3 separate regions of the Sus scrofa genome follow, and all the other regions are linked to region 3. A link is a contact called in public HiChIP or PLAC-seq data. All regions are on one chromosome and are shown on one strand. Each heading gives the region's core, a stretch centred on a gene start, on an enhancer-like site or on the middle of the called end of the contact. The rest is flanking DNA. Distances are from core to core; before and after follow the strand shown. Region 1 overlaps RREB1 (ras-responsive element-binding protein 1). Region 2 overlaps RREB1 (ras-responsive element-binding protein 1). Region 3 has its middle 180 kb from the start of RREB1.

Region 1 (3,353 bases), core at 86-2,585, 240 kb after region 3:
CCTGAACCTGGGCAGAAGGGGCAGCCGCTCAAGGCCAGTCCGTTTTCCTTCCTCCACCATGGGTCTCATTAAGAGAGAAACACAGGAACCGGTGAGGCCTTGGGATGCCCTGGGGTTGCCTTCTGGCACAGTGGACAGTTACTGCCAGGAGGGAGACCCAGAGGGTGTCCAGGGCCGCCGGGAATCCTGGCCAAGGGGCTCACCTTTGGGGACCATCCCACAGCACCCTGGAGCGGACAAGCTTGGTGAACGGCGTGGCTCTGGGTGTGGGGGGGTCTTTGAGGGTCCAGAGCTGCGGGGGGGCCCAGGCTGAGCGGCTCTGCCTGTGCACTGTGGCCCCGGCCCCGTCCTCGCGTCCCACGCATCCTGGTTCCTGGGGGAGCTAGACTAGGCCCCGTGTGGATGGCGCCCTCTCCCGCCACCCCCGCCCTTACTTACTTGACTCTTTTATTATTTCTTTGCAGTAGGTAAAGCTAAAGTTAGACCTGGGATCTGAGGCTCTGCTCCAGAGACTGACTTTTGCTCCGGGGGGCGGGGTGGTGATAAGGAGTGATTTCATTCAGATCCTCATAGCAGGAAGGTTTCTCAGGCCTCCCTTGCTTTGGCGTCACCCTTCTTCCAGAATTCCGCGCACAGCGCCTGTTCCCTTTGGTGAGAGCCAACGCACAGACTGCAGGGCTCGACCCAGAGGGGTTTCTTTCGCATTAGTTCTGGGTGGCGCCTGGAAACCTTCATTTCTTCCTGCAGGTGTAGTTGACCTGTGTCAGTTTAAGGTGTTGGTTGAATGACTGGCTTATTGGGAGTCGGCATTTCTAACCAGGGTCCAAGATGCTGCTGGGTGGGGACTCGGGGTGGCTGTGTTGGAGGGAGGGTCAGCGGTAGCTAGCGTCTCAGTGACCAGACGGGACTGTCGATCTCCTTGGGGAGGTGACCTGCGTGGTTCTTCCGCGCACTCCCCACCGGCTGTGCCCCCCCTCCTGCCCCAGCACTTACACACGCCCGTCCCTTTGGAATTCCAGGGCCCAGGCGTGTGGGCTCCAGGGTTGTATTTGGTGGGCAGCCTGGTGTACTCGGGTCGCTTCTGAGCTGGAGGTTGCGCTGGTGGGTCACTTGGACCTGGCCCCTTGGACAGGACTGGGCAGGGTTTCAGGATTCGGGGTTTCAAGCGCCTGGTGCCTTCTTCCCGTCACTGCTGAGCGAAGACCAGGGTGTGCAGTGGCATTCCTGTCCCTTTGCGCAGCGGGGTTGGGCGTGGCCACCGGCTCCGGGCAGCAAACTTGTTAGTTGGCAGTGGACTCAGCCCTGCTCCTGCCCGAGAGGAAGGCAGAGGAGAAGGTGGGAGCAGGGAGTCCTTTTTCCTGCCTAGAAACAGGCGGAAACGGGAGGCCAGGCGCTGAGCAGTCTGGAGGGGCCGAGATGACTCAGAAGATGGTGAGCAGTCAGAGAACGTGACTGATGGAGAGCATCTGCCTTCTCCAGCCCTGTGCCAGGAGGCGGGAATTTTGTCCAAAAGAAACAGCGTTTAGATCAGATCCACTTTGCTCTGCCACCGTGACCTTGAGGCCTACACAAGGGGACTGGCCCTCCCAGGGCTGTGGTTACGAGGACTGAACGAGGTGCTGAGCTGAGCGCGTGCTGAGCGTTATTTAGAAAGCCGTGGCCGCTGTCACCAGTAGTCTGGGCCCTAGTCTTTCAGTCTTAGTGTTAGTTTTAGTGTCCTAGTGTCTCCGAGTCAGGGTTTGGAACAGGGAGCCTCCAGCCAGTGGGGGCATCCTGGGAAAAGTGGCCCATGAGGGTTGGGGTTCGGGGACCAGTGCAGGTGTGTGTTCTGGGGGAAGAAACTCAGTGGCGAGTGTGGGGACTTGTCGTCCTGAGAGTCAGGAAGTAAACTGAGGCCAGAGCAGGGAAGAGCTTTGAACAGCAGGTAAAGATCACCATTGAAAGGGGGCGTGTTGGGAGTTCCGTTACGGCTCACTAGGTTACAAACCCGACTATTACCCTTGAGGATGCAGGTTCGATTCCTGGCCTTGCTCAGTGGGTGAAGGATCTGGCGTTGCCGTGAGCTGTGGTGTAGGTCTATGGCTGCGCTCTGATTTAATCCCAGCCTGGGAACTTCGTAGGCTGCAGGTGCAGCCCTCCAAAGAAAAAGGTGGGGGGCATGTCGCGGGGACAGAGGTCAACAGACAACCGAAGGCGTGAGCGCATACACGGCCTTGGGACCCAGGGTGGCTGCCGCCCTCCCCGCTTTGCTGTCTTGAACCTGGGCTGTGTACCTGGGGTGCATCTCCCCCTCCACCCCTTGGTAGCCCCTCCTCACCCAAGGGGGAGCATCCGGAACTGGCTGGAGCAGCTCACGGGCTGGCCGACCACGCTGGGCCTGCTCGAATGCTCTACGTGACACTCCAAGGCTCCCTCTGACCAAAGCCCGTGCCAGCGAGGGGGAGGGGGCCGCATGAGTTGCTGCCCGACCCAAGGCATAGACTGAACCCTCAGCCAAGAAACACATCAACTTCCTGGAACTCAGAGCCGTCATCACAGCTGTCGGCCTTCAGAGCACACGCGAGGCCGTCCTGGTTTAGAGGAGACAGTTTTGCCCCGAGCTTTGTAGGCATGGCTATGGTGCCACAGCCAGTCTGGTTGGGTCTCCTCCCCGGCCCAGCCGGGACTTCCTGCCTCAGAGAGATGTGCTTGCTGCTGGTTAAGTCCCCTGGGAGCCCAGAGCGTTTTGGGGTTGGAGTGCTGTCAGCCCTTCCCGGGTTGGCCCCACACCGGCGCCCTGGCTCTTCCTGGGCTGTTCCAGGCATCAAGCACCCCGAGTGTTTGTGGACATCCCTCAGGCCCAGCACCCCGCTAGGCTGGCCCGGTGCTGTCGTTGGTGGGCTTCTGCTGACACCCGCGGCATCCAGCTGAGCCCATCTCCCGGGGCGGCAGGCAGATGTTAGATTCCACTGCAGGGCCCTCCAGGTCCACACAAGCTGGGAGGCTTTCTCGCTAGACCGTGGTTCCTTTTATCTCTCATCTCCTCTTCGCTATCTCATTGGTCCTGGGACAGAAGCCTTAATCTCCTCTTTCTGGCTTCACGTAGCATTGTCCCTTATCTCCTCCGGGGCTGGAGCTGCGCTCGGGAGGGACCTCTGCCCTCTCCAGGCCATCCTGCCTCCATGGGATCTGCACCCAGCCTGTGTGGGGAGGCAAACCCAGAACCCTTCCAGCTCCTGGGGCTTCTGCTGCGTCCATAGGGCACAGCCTCTCCTCACCGGTCTTCCCCCCCCTTCCCTTTTTTTCCTTTTTCCAGGCAGTGGGGGTGGAGGTAAGGAGCATCTTGAATTTTCTTCTCAGAACCCTCTTGTGCT
Region 2 (3,696 bases), core at 510-3,009, 220 kb after region 3:
CCGTGGTCTCCTGACGGCCCTTCTCCTGTGATTAATATGTGTGTTGCTTGAAGTGGCAACTGAAACATCACCAGGTATTTTCACCAGGTAGAAACTGCTTTTCCTGTGTCAAAACAACCAATGTGGCTTAGTTGATGCTTCTGTTGCTAAGCAGGTAAATTCTGGTCTGCAGCTCTCTGTTAACCCCATAAATGCCTCACGTCAAGCAGAAAGCAACAAGAAGGAAAACCAACTTTCGCTGCCTTCTGGCAGAGTGCTTAGTTCCAGTGGCTGAAAACTGGGCCTCACTCACCCTCACCTCCACTTAGCTGTTGGCAGCACCCAACCTCCATTTCCCTCTTTGCCAGGGGGGAGTCGGGAGGTGCAGGGGCCTGGGAGGGTGGTAGAGCAGGCGGCCTGCGGGCCGCCAGTGAAGGTCTCCCACTGCCTGGTACCGATGATGGGTTCAAGTCCAGTCAGGCATGGCTTTAGCCCTTTTCTTTGGGATTTAAGGCCTTCACGTCGGCCTTCATCTGCAGCCGGGCTGTGGCAGAAAGAAGAAGAAAGGCTTGCTGTGTGCATCCGTTTGCCAGAAAGGAGTTAACCGAGCCAGCGCACCGCAGAACAGGTTGGGCAAGACTGTTAAAGCCAGTGGGGCAGCCTCCCCCTCTGCTCCTCTCCCCCCTTTCCTTCTCTCTCCTTCCTCCTCCGACCCCCTGCTCCTCTCCCAGGACGTTCAAACATCTTCCCATTAGCCCTGCTCCCCTCCCCCTCCCCACTTCAGTGTCTGGCTTTCCCTCTCTGGGCAAGACATTTGATGTGATGAAAATACTTTGTGGCAAAGAGGAGGCTGTGCTGAGAGGCCTCAGCCTTGCCAGCTGTTTCTGGAGAAACCCAGGTCTGTGCCCTTGGTCATGTAACATAGGCCCCATTCAAAGAGACATTCTTGAGTGTGCATTTATGCCTCTGTGGGCCTGCGGGGTGGACGGCCTGGGGGGAGGACGGCGGGGGGTGGGGGTGGCGAGGTCGGGATGGGGACGTGGAGGGCAGCGAGGGGGAGTCCCTGCCAGTGAGTGTGAGAGGATGCTTCTGGAAGCCTCCGGAGTCTTCTTGGACGTAGGGGCTATCTCGTGGCCGTAAACGCGGAGAAGCCGAGCTCTCTAAGAGCCAGGCCTGGTCTGCCATCAGTTCTGCGTGGTGTTTGTGTCTGAGCCTCCGTAAACATACCATATATAGTCAGGCTGGAGCTCGCTATAACACGCGCTGCAGGGGAGCCGCTCCTGATGCACAGATCCTGGCGCTTAGAAGCTGCCTCGGCTATTTCTGGTGTGTGGCCCGCGCTGTCTTTTTTCACTTTTGGAGGGAGGAGGGAGAGGGGCCTTTTTTCTTTCCGTCTTCACGCTGCTCGAAACATGTTTCTGATCCCAGTGTGTCTGGCCCTGCGAAAGCTCAGGAAACCATCTTGTCCCGTGAGGAGACTGGATTCTCTTGGTACATCTGTTTTAGAATCAAACCCCTGTTTTTCTTCGGCTCCTTCACCCCACACACGTTTCGCATTTCATGGTCCCCTGTCCTCAGCTGCTTGGGTTTGGAGCATCTTTTCGCACTGTGAGGGCAGCAGATACTGTGGGGGCCGGTGGAGAAGCTGCTTTCTCGCACCCCACGTCCCCACACCCTCCCGAGCCTCCCCCCAAGCCACTTCACCTTCGCTGTGCTGTGCCCGGCTAGGGCGTCAGCTTTCCGCAGAACCGGGGGCGGCCCTTTTGCACTTGGCAGGGCTGGGTCAGTTGGTCCCTCCCACCCAAATACCTAGGATCTAGCACTTCAGCTTGTTGGAGTGAGCAGCGGGAGGCACTTGTGGTTCAGATAAGAGACTTCTTCCTTTTCCGTCTCTTATTTTCCTTCCTCTCCTCCTGCCTCCACAGGCTGTTGCGTTTCTTCTCAGGCCGCATGTATCAATAACCCTGGAGAAAAGGTGGTGTGCCCCGCTGGGATGTATGTGGGTGTTAGGGAAAGAGCAGATGGGCACCTTCCTTGCCGGGTTTTCTTTCCCTGGCCTCGTCCGAGTTCTGAATTATATCTGACTGTGTGACAGCTAATTGTACCATCCTTCCCGTTTCTTAAGCTGATAAGCCCCTTTCTGTCTGCCTCCATCAAGCCTCTTTGTGTGAGAAGTTCCTAATGCAGCTGAAGAACAAAGTGACAGTTTTCTTATTTACTGAAGTCTCTAAAGCACGTTCATTATGCGCTTTATCTTTTTAAAAACCTTATGTCTTTAACTTACGTAACTGAATTGTTCCAAGTAGTACAAAGTTAAAACTTCCTACTTCCTTTAAAATATCAGAGAGTCCAGAAAAAAGAAATGGACTTTTTTTTTTTTTTTTTTTTTTCTTTTTTCAGGCTGTGTATTTCATCGCAAGCTGTTAACAGTGCTTGGTAGATAATGTTCAGAGTAAGAGCTCGGGTACTGCCGGAGTACCAGCTACCAGTTATGGAAACAGCGCTTGCTTAGCTAGTATTCGGTTGACTCAAAAGTCGTATATCACTTAGGTGGAGGTCACTTATTTGGCATTCTCAGGTCCCGAATATTTAGCATGTGAGTGACAGAGAACCAGCAGGGGGTGTGTGTGTGTGTTGGCGGGGAGGGCAGCAAAATCAAGCTTCAGAAGCCAGTCGGGTATGGGAAGTCGCTTCTACCCTTGACTCACGATGGTCCTTTCAGGCCCACACTAGAGCTCCATCATTCTCCCTGTAGGTATGGCCCTGACCACCTCGTCTCCCGTTTTCAACAAGAAATTAGGGGTCAGAATTGGTGAGGGGCGGGCGGAGGGGGGGCGCGTGTGGCTGGAGAACAGCCGTCGGAAGGAGACGCACTGAGAGCAGCAAGAGAGAATGTCAGGCATGAGCGGGAAGAGTCCCACGGCGTGGCTGTTTCCCCCCCGGGGACCCCGGGCTAAGAGAGCCGAGGAGCCTTCCGTGTTACTGCTTATGACTGCATGTGGGTCCACACGCCCGCAGTACAGATTTCAGCTAAAAAAACCCCAGCATGGCCGACTGCGGCCTTGTGGCGCGGGAGCAGGGCCGAACGGGGAGGCTGGCACGGTCGTTTGCGAAGGCACCTTGTGTAATAGTTGTTCATTGTAGTGACCCTGAGTCATCGCCCAAAAAGGTTAGATTAATCATATGTTGATTCACCAGGCTCTGCTTCAGAGATGGGGAAGTTTGAGAGATACTTTAGAATGATTTAGACGCAGGAGTTTTACATGGAAAATTAAGTTCTCCATGCTTCCCACCCGCACCCCCCCCCCCGTGATGTGCAGCTGCTTAGTGGGTTAACCTGATGTGTCAAATCAACCTTCCCGTGTGTCCAGATACCAAAATATGATTTATTTTCACCAGATTTGCAGGAAAAAAAAGTGATTCACGAACAGATTCAAACGATGTTCCAATACCATTACTGGCTTGTTCCTCTGCGTTCCTAATGTGATTGCCATGTTTTTAATCGAAATAATACACAAAAATTGGAGTTTTTAAAGTAGGGATCAGAGAGGACTCTCTGGTGGATACCAGGGAAGTCATGTATACCCTGGCAGACAGAGCCACTAAAGAAAAGGCGTTTCGGGAGTTCCCGCTGTGGGGCACGGGTCAAGAATCTGACCGCAGCAGCTTAGGTCGCTGTGGAGGCATGGGTTCGATCCCTGGCCTGGGAATTTCCAT
Region 3 (3,682 bases), core at 989-3,488:
CCTGCACTGTTAGGGAGAGAGTAGGATCCGTCACCTTTCTCCCGGGGAGGGGGTCCTGCCATCCCCGCCCACGGCGGCACCTGCAGGCTGCCGGTAGGACAAGCCCTTGCAGGTGGGGCAGGTGTAGTTCTCCAGGCTGGTCCAGGGTCGGGAAAGGTGCGGTGAGGGCCCCACTGGGGCGAGGCCTCGTCCTCTGACCTCCCCAACAGCCCCTCTCCTGGCCACACCAGACACAGGACTCGGGCTGCGTTTTTAGCTAAAAGGATGACCGTCTCCTCTGGCTTAGACATCCAGACGCACGCCACCGGATCCAGACACACACACACAAATTCCACTTCTGCTCCTTTTCAACCCAAGGGGCCTTCCAGAAAGCAGAACTTTATAACAGCAAAGCTTCCTGGATGGCAGGCAGGGCTGTGCCGGTGAACCCAGGCCATAGTTCTGACTGCGCCCTGTAAACCAGTAAAACCCACGCGGGGTCTGCCCACCTCCCTGCCTGCCATCACAGAAATCCACTCAGGGTGCCCAGGGCAGCTAAGTCAGTGCCCCGTTCAGGGCATGTAGGAAAATGACACTTCTTCTTGGGTTCACGTCGTGTGTCTCTGCCCCCAGAGTCAGTAAACAAACAAGCTGTCCTTGGAGCAGACAACAAACCAGGCATCTCCCCGTTCCCGAGCGTGGCTCCGCGACGGGGCCTCCGCCCTCCCCCGGGTCGTGTGCAGAACGGGCATCCTCTGAGCCCCGCTGCCGCACTTGAGGGCCGCCAGATTATCGATGGGAACAGGTGCTCCTAATTCAGCGTAACCCACCGAGCCCTGCTTCCCTTTCTCTGGAAACCTCCTGATTTGGGAGTGAAGACTCCTGGCTCCTCCCAGGCTGGCCTGGATTTGCCGAGGTGGGTTGCTAAATTTAATTGCCAGTTTCCATGCCATGTGATGGTGTGTGACAGGCCAGCTCACCCCGTGAGCTCGCCAAGGGGTTTAAAATAAATGCTTTCTGACGGAAAGGATGATAGAGATTCCTGTTATTCACCAGCGTGCCTGGCGATTGAGCTGCTCCAGGTCTCACGGCTGGGCCCCTGCAGTGTTAATCTCATGAGCTCCCGCCCCGCTCCCGAGAGAGGCTTACAGGGCCGGTCGGGAGGCCTTCGCCAGCCCAGGCTGTCCCAGGTCTCTGCGACCTTGGAATGCAGAGAGCCCTGCGGGGCCGGCCTCAGGGTCTCCATCTGAAAAGAGGATGGCTAACAAAAAACCAGGAGTAGAGCGGATGCGTGGAGCTTTGGGGCAGCGAGCCCTGGATGCAGATTCAGTACTGACGTGAAATGGTCCTCAGAGCCCCATCCGCAGGCCCTTCAGGGAAAGCAGCATCCTTCTTGCCCGTTGTCTTTAACACACCGCCGGAAGCAAAATGCTGGCGGACCTGGCACCTCCCCATGACGCCTTCTGAAGCCCCCCCACCCGCGATGCTCAGCCTTCCTCTCCACTGAGCCCTGGGCAACCTCGGCCGCACCGGGGAGCCTGTGAGGAAGGCAGAGTCTCCTGGACCCGTGTGAAAAGAACGCGGGGAAGGAGGCTCTGAACAAAACTCGGCGGGAAAACACAGGCCCTGACCACCTCGCACCTCCATCCTTGCCCCCGTATCGTTCGGCCTGAGCTTTCGGTTTGGTGCGAGGTGGAGGACATGGGCACAGCTGGCAGATAAGCTGGAGATTCGTGTGCCAGGGGTGACGTCAAAGGAAGCTGCTCCTGGGAGGCGACCCTCCGTGGGTCTGTTCTGTCTCTGCTGGTGTCGCAGGCAGAGGCAGGGACTGCCCTCGCTCCCGCTTGTCCTTCCAAGGATGTCTGCACAGAGACCGGCCTTCGAAGACAGAGGGGGCGTCTCCCGCTGGAGCACAGGGCTGGCTTGTTTGCCGTCTAGTACCAGAGGTGGTCTGTCCCCAGGCTAAGGTTGCAGGTAGTGTAGAGCCCATTATAAAAAGCTGGGGTTTCCTACACCCGGCTGCTGTCCTGTGTCTTGCTCCACTGCGTGCAGAGGGCCCCCCTGGCCCTCTCTGCCCACCCTGTGGGCTGGGGCTTGGGGGCCCGGCACAAGAACACGATGACACCCTGGCTACTGCCATCACTACAAGCATTAAACTGTCCTCTGACTCTCATCCCCAAGTCTCATACCCTTTGCCGGCGGCCCTGAAGCTGTCACAGGCTAACTTGTTAACTCTGCAAAATCTCCAGACCTTCCCGGCGCTGGACAGTCGCCACGTAATGAACAGTTAAGGACGCTCGGCATCAGCTCCGTTCTTGTCCCGGCCAGACGATCGGCCTGCAATGCAAAGCTGCCCAATCGAGTTCTTGTCTCCAAGTAAACCGTCCTTAAATGGTTAAAGAGAAGACAATCCGTCATTTAAAAAACGTTTACATGTTCTATATAATCGCTGCCAATCTAATATTCAAAGGGTTTTCATGCAGATTCTGCGTAGCTCTAGAGAAATGAGCTGAGAGGCCCAAAAATGCCCCCTTAATGTAAAAGGAAAAGCAAATTTCAGCCACTAGAGCGAAGCAAAAATGAGTCAGCTTGGAGGAAGTAGGTTCAGTGCCAGGCTAGATGAGCACTTGTGGGAGCTTAATGGCAGAACGAGATTGGACTAGATGACTGCAAAGATTCCTTCAAATCTAAGACGCTACCGTGAAGGAGGCTGTTTCAGCGGGACGTCTGCTCAGATGCGCACCCCAAGGAGCAGAGGGGAGCCCGCAGATCCGGCCGCAATCCCACGGCACCCGGTAGGACGATCGTGGGCTCCGTCTTAACGAAGGCCTTTCTCATGCAGAAGCGCAGCCAAGTCTGGCTCACCCAGACGTGAGCTGGGGCTGGAGAATTCGTGCCAACCACGTCCACCAGGGAACTGGTTTACAAACCAGGGAGCCAATGCCTAACGCTTCGAGCAAAAGACGAGGTCTTCCAGTGACTGCCATCTTCTGGTCCAGCATACGGCCCACCCTCCCTCTCCCCAGCAGCTCGGTTCTAACGAAACCAAATGAACAGCCAGTTGTTTGTCTGAGCCACCAGACCAAGAGAAAGGGACGGAAAGGCCTGGAACTCAAGTCATCTGAGGGGTGCATTAGGCGATTACATCAGAGGCTGGTGAAACCTCTCCTCCCCAGGGAGGAAGAGATTTTGCAGCAGCCAGAGTGTTGGCAATGTCACCTTTGACAGAGATGGAAACACTCAGAGATTCTTCGTTTCCTCCTCCCTTTCCAGACCCCAAGAGGCCATCGGTCTACTGCTTTTTTTTTTTTTTTTTTTTTTTTTTTTTTTTTTTTTTTTTTTTTTTTTTTTTTTTTTTTTTTTTTCGCTATGTCCACTTTGAGCTAGCCCAACGCAGGCCACGGATCACTGCTTGATACGTAGCAATGTTACCATGGAGGACGGTTTAGCGATCGTTAATGCCGGTTAATCCTCTTTCTTAAGATGCCGAAGGAAATACCTTCGTTGCATCAGTAGTAAACGTGTATGAGGCACCCATCAGAAGTTCCAGGGCAGGGATCAAATCCGAGCCACGGCAGTGACAATGCCAGATCCTTAGCCCACCAAGGCGCCAGGGACCTGCGACCCACTGGCTCAGTTTCTCAGTCCCAGCTCGACCCTCTCCTAGCTGGGGTCCTGTACAGGATCACTGAACATCTAGAAG

Evidence for each region. HiChIP or PLAC-seq counts read pairs in DNA pulled down with a chosen protein or histone mark.
Region 1: an H3K27ac HiChIP or PLAC-seq map of skeletal muscle shows a contact between it and region 3. The contact joins two enhancer-like sites. A contact is called at or near these places in 2 of 2 datasets of contacts at active chromatin or transcription factors (alveolar macrophages and skeletal muscle).
Region 2: a contact with region 3 is called in an H3K27ac HiChIP or PLAC-seq map of skeletal muscle. The contact joins two enhancer-like sites. A contact is called at or near these places in 1 of 47 Hi-C or Micro-C datasets (skeletal muscle) and 2 of 2 datasets of contacts at active chromatin or transcription factors (alveolar macrophages and skeletal muscle).

The regions. Positions count from the first base shown.
Region 1 is chr7:4,567,931-4,571,283 of Sscrofa11.1, forward strand. The region is part of intron 1 of RREB1 (ras-responsive element-binding protein 1); the gene reads left to right. Among named protein-coding and RNA genes, the nearest start is that of RREB1, 57 kb to the left of the region's middle. Within about 2 kb of position 1,336, at least 32 of the 83 cell types and tissues checked have an H3K27ac peak or open chromatin away from gene starts, as enhancers often do. A contact at or near this core is called in skeletal muscle, where this site is marked.
Region 2 is chr7:4,547,097-4,550,792 of Sscrofa11.1, forward strand. All of the region lies in intron 1 of RREB1 (ras-responsive element-binding protein 1), which reads left to right. Among named protein-coding and RNA genes, the nearest start is that of RREB1, 37 kb to the left of the region's middle. Within about 2 kb of position 1,760, at least 37 of the 83 cell types and tissues checked have an H3K27ac peak or open chromatin away from gene starts, as enhancers often do. A contact at or near this core is called in alveolar macrophages and skeletal muscle, where this site is marked.
Region 3 is chr7:4,330,948-4,334,629 of Sscrofa11.1, forward strand. No RefSeq gene overlaps it. Among named protein-coding and RNA genes, the nearest start is that of RREB1, 180 kb to the right of the region's middle. Within about 2 kb of position 2,239, at least 13 of the 83 cell types and tissues checked have an H3K27ac peak or open chromatin away from gene starts, as enhancers often do. A contact at or near this core is called in alveolar macrophages and skeletal muscle, where this site is marked.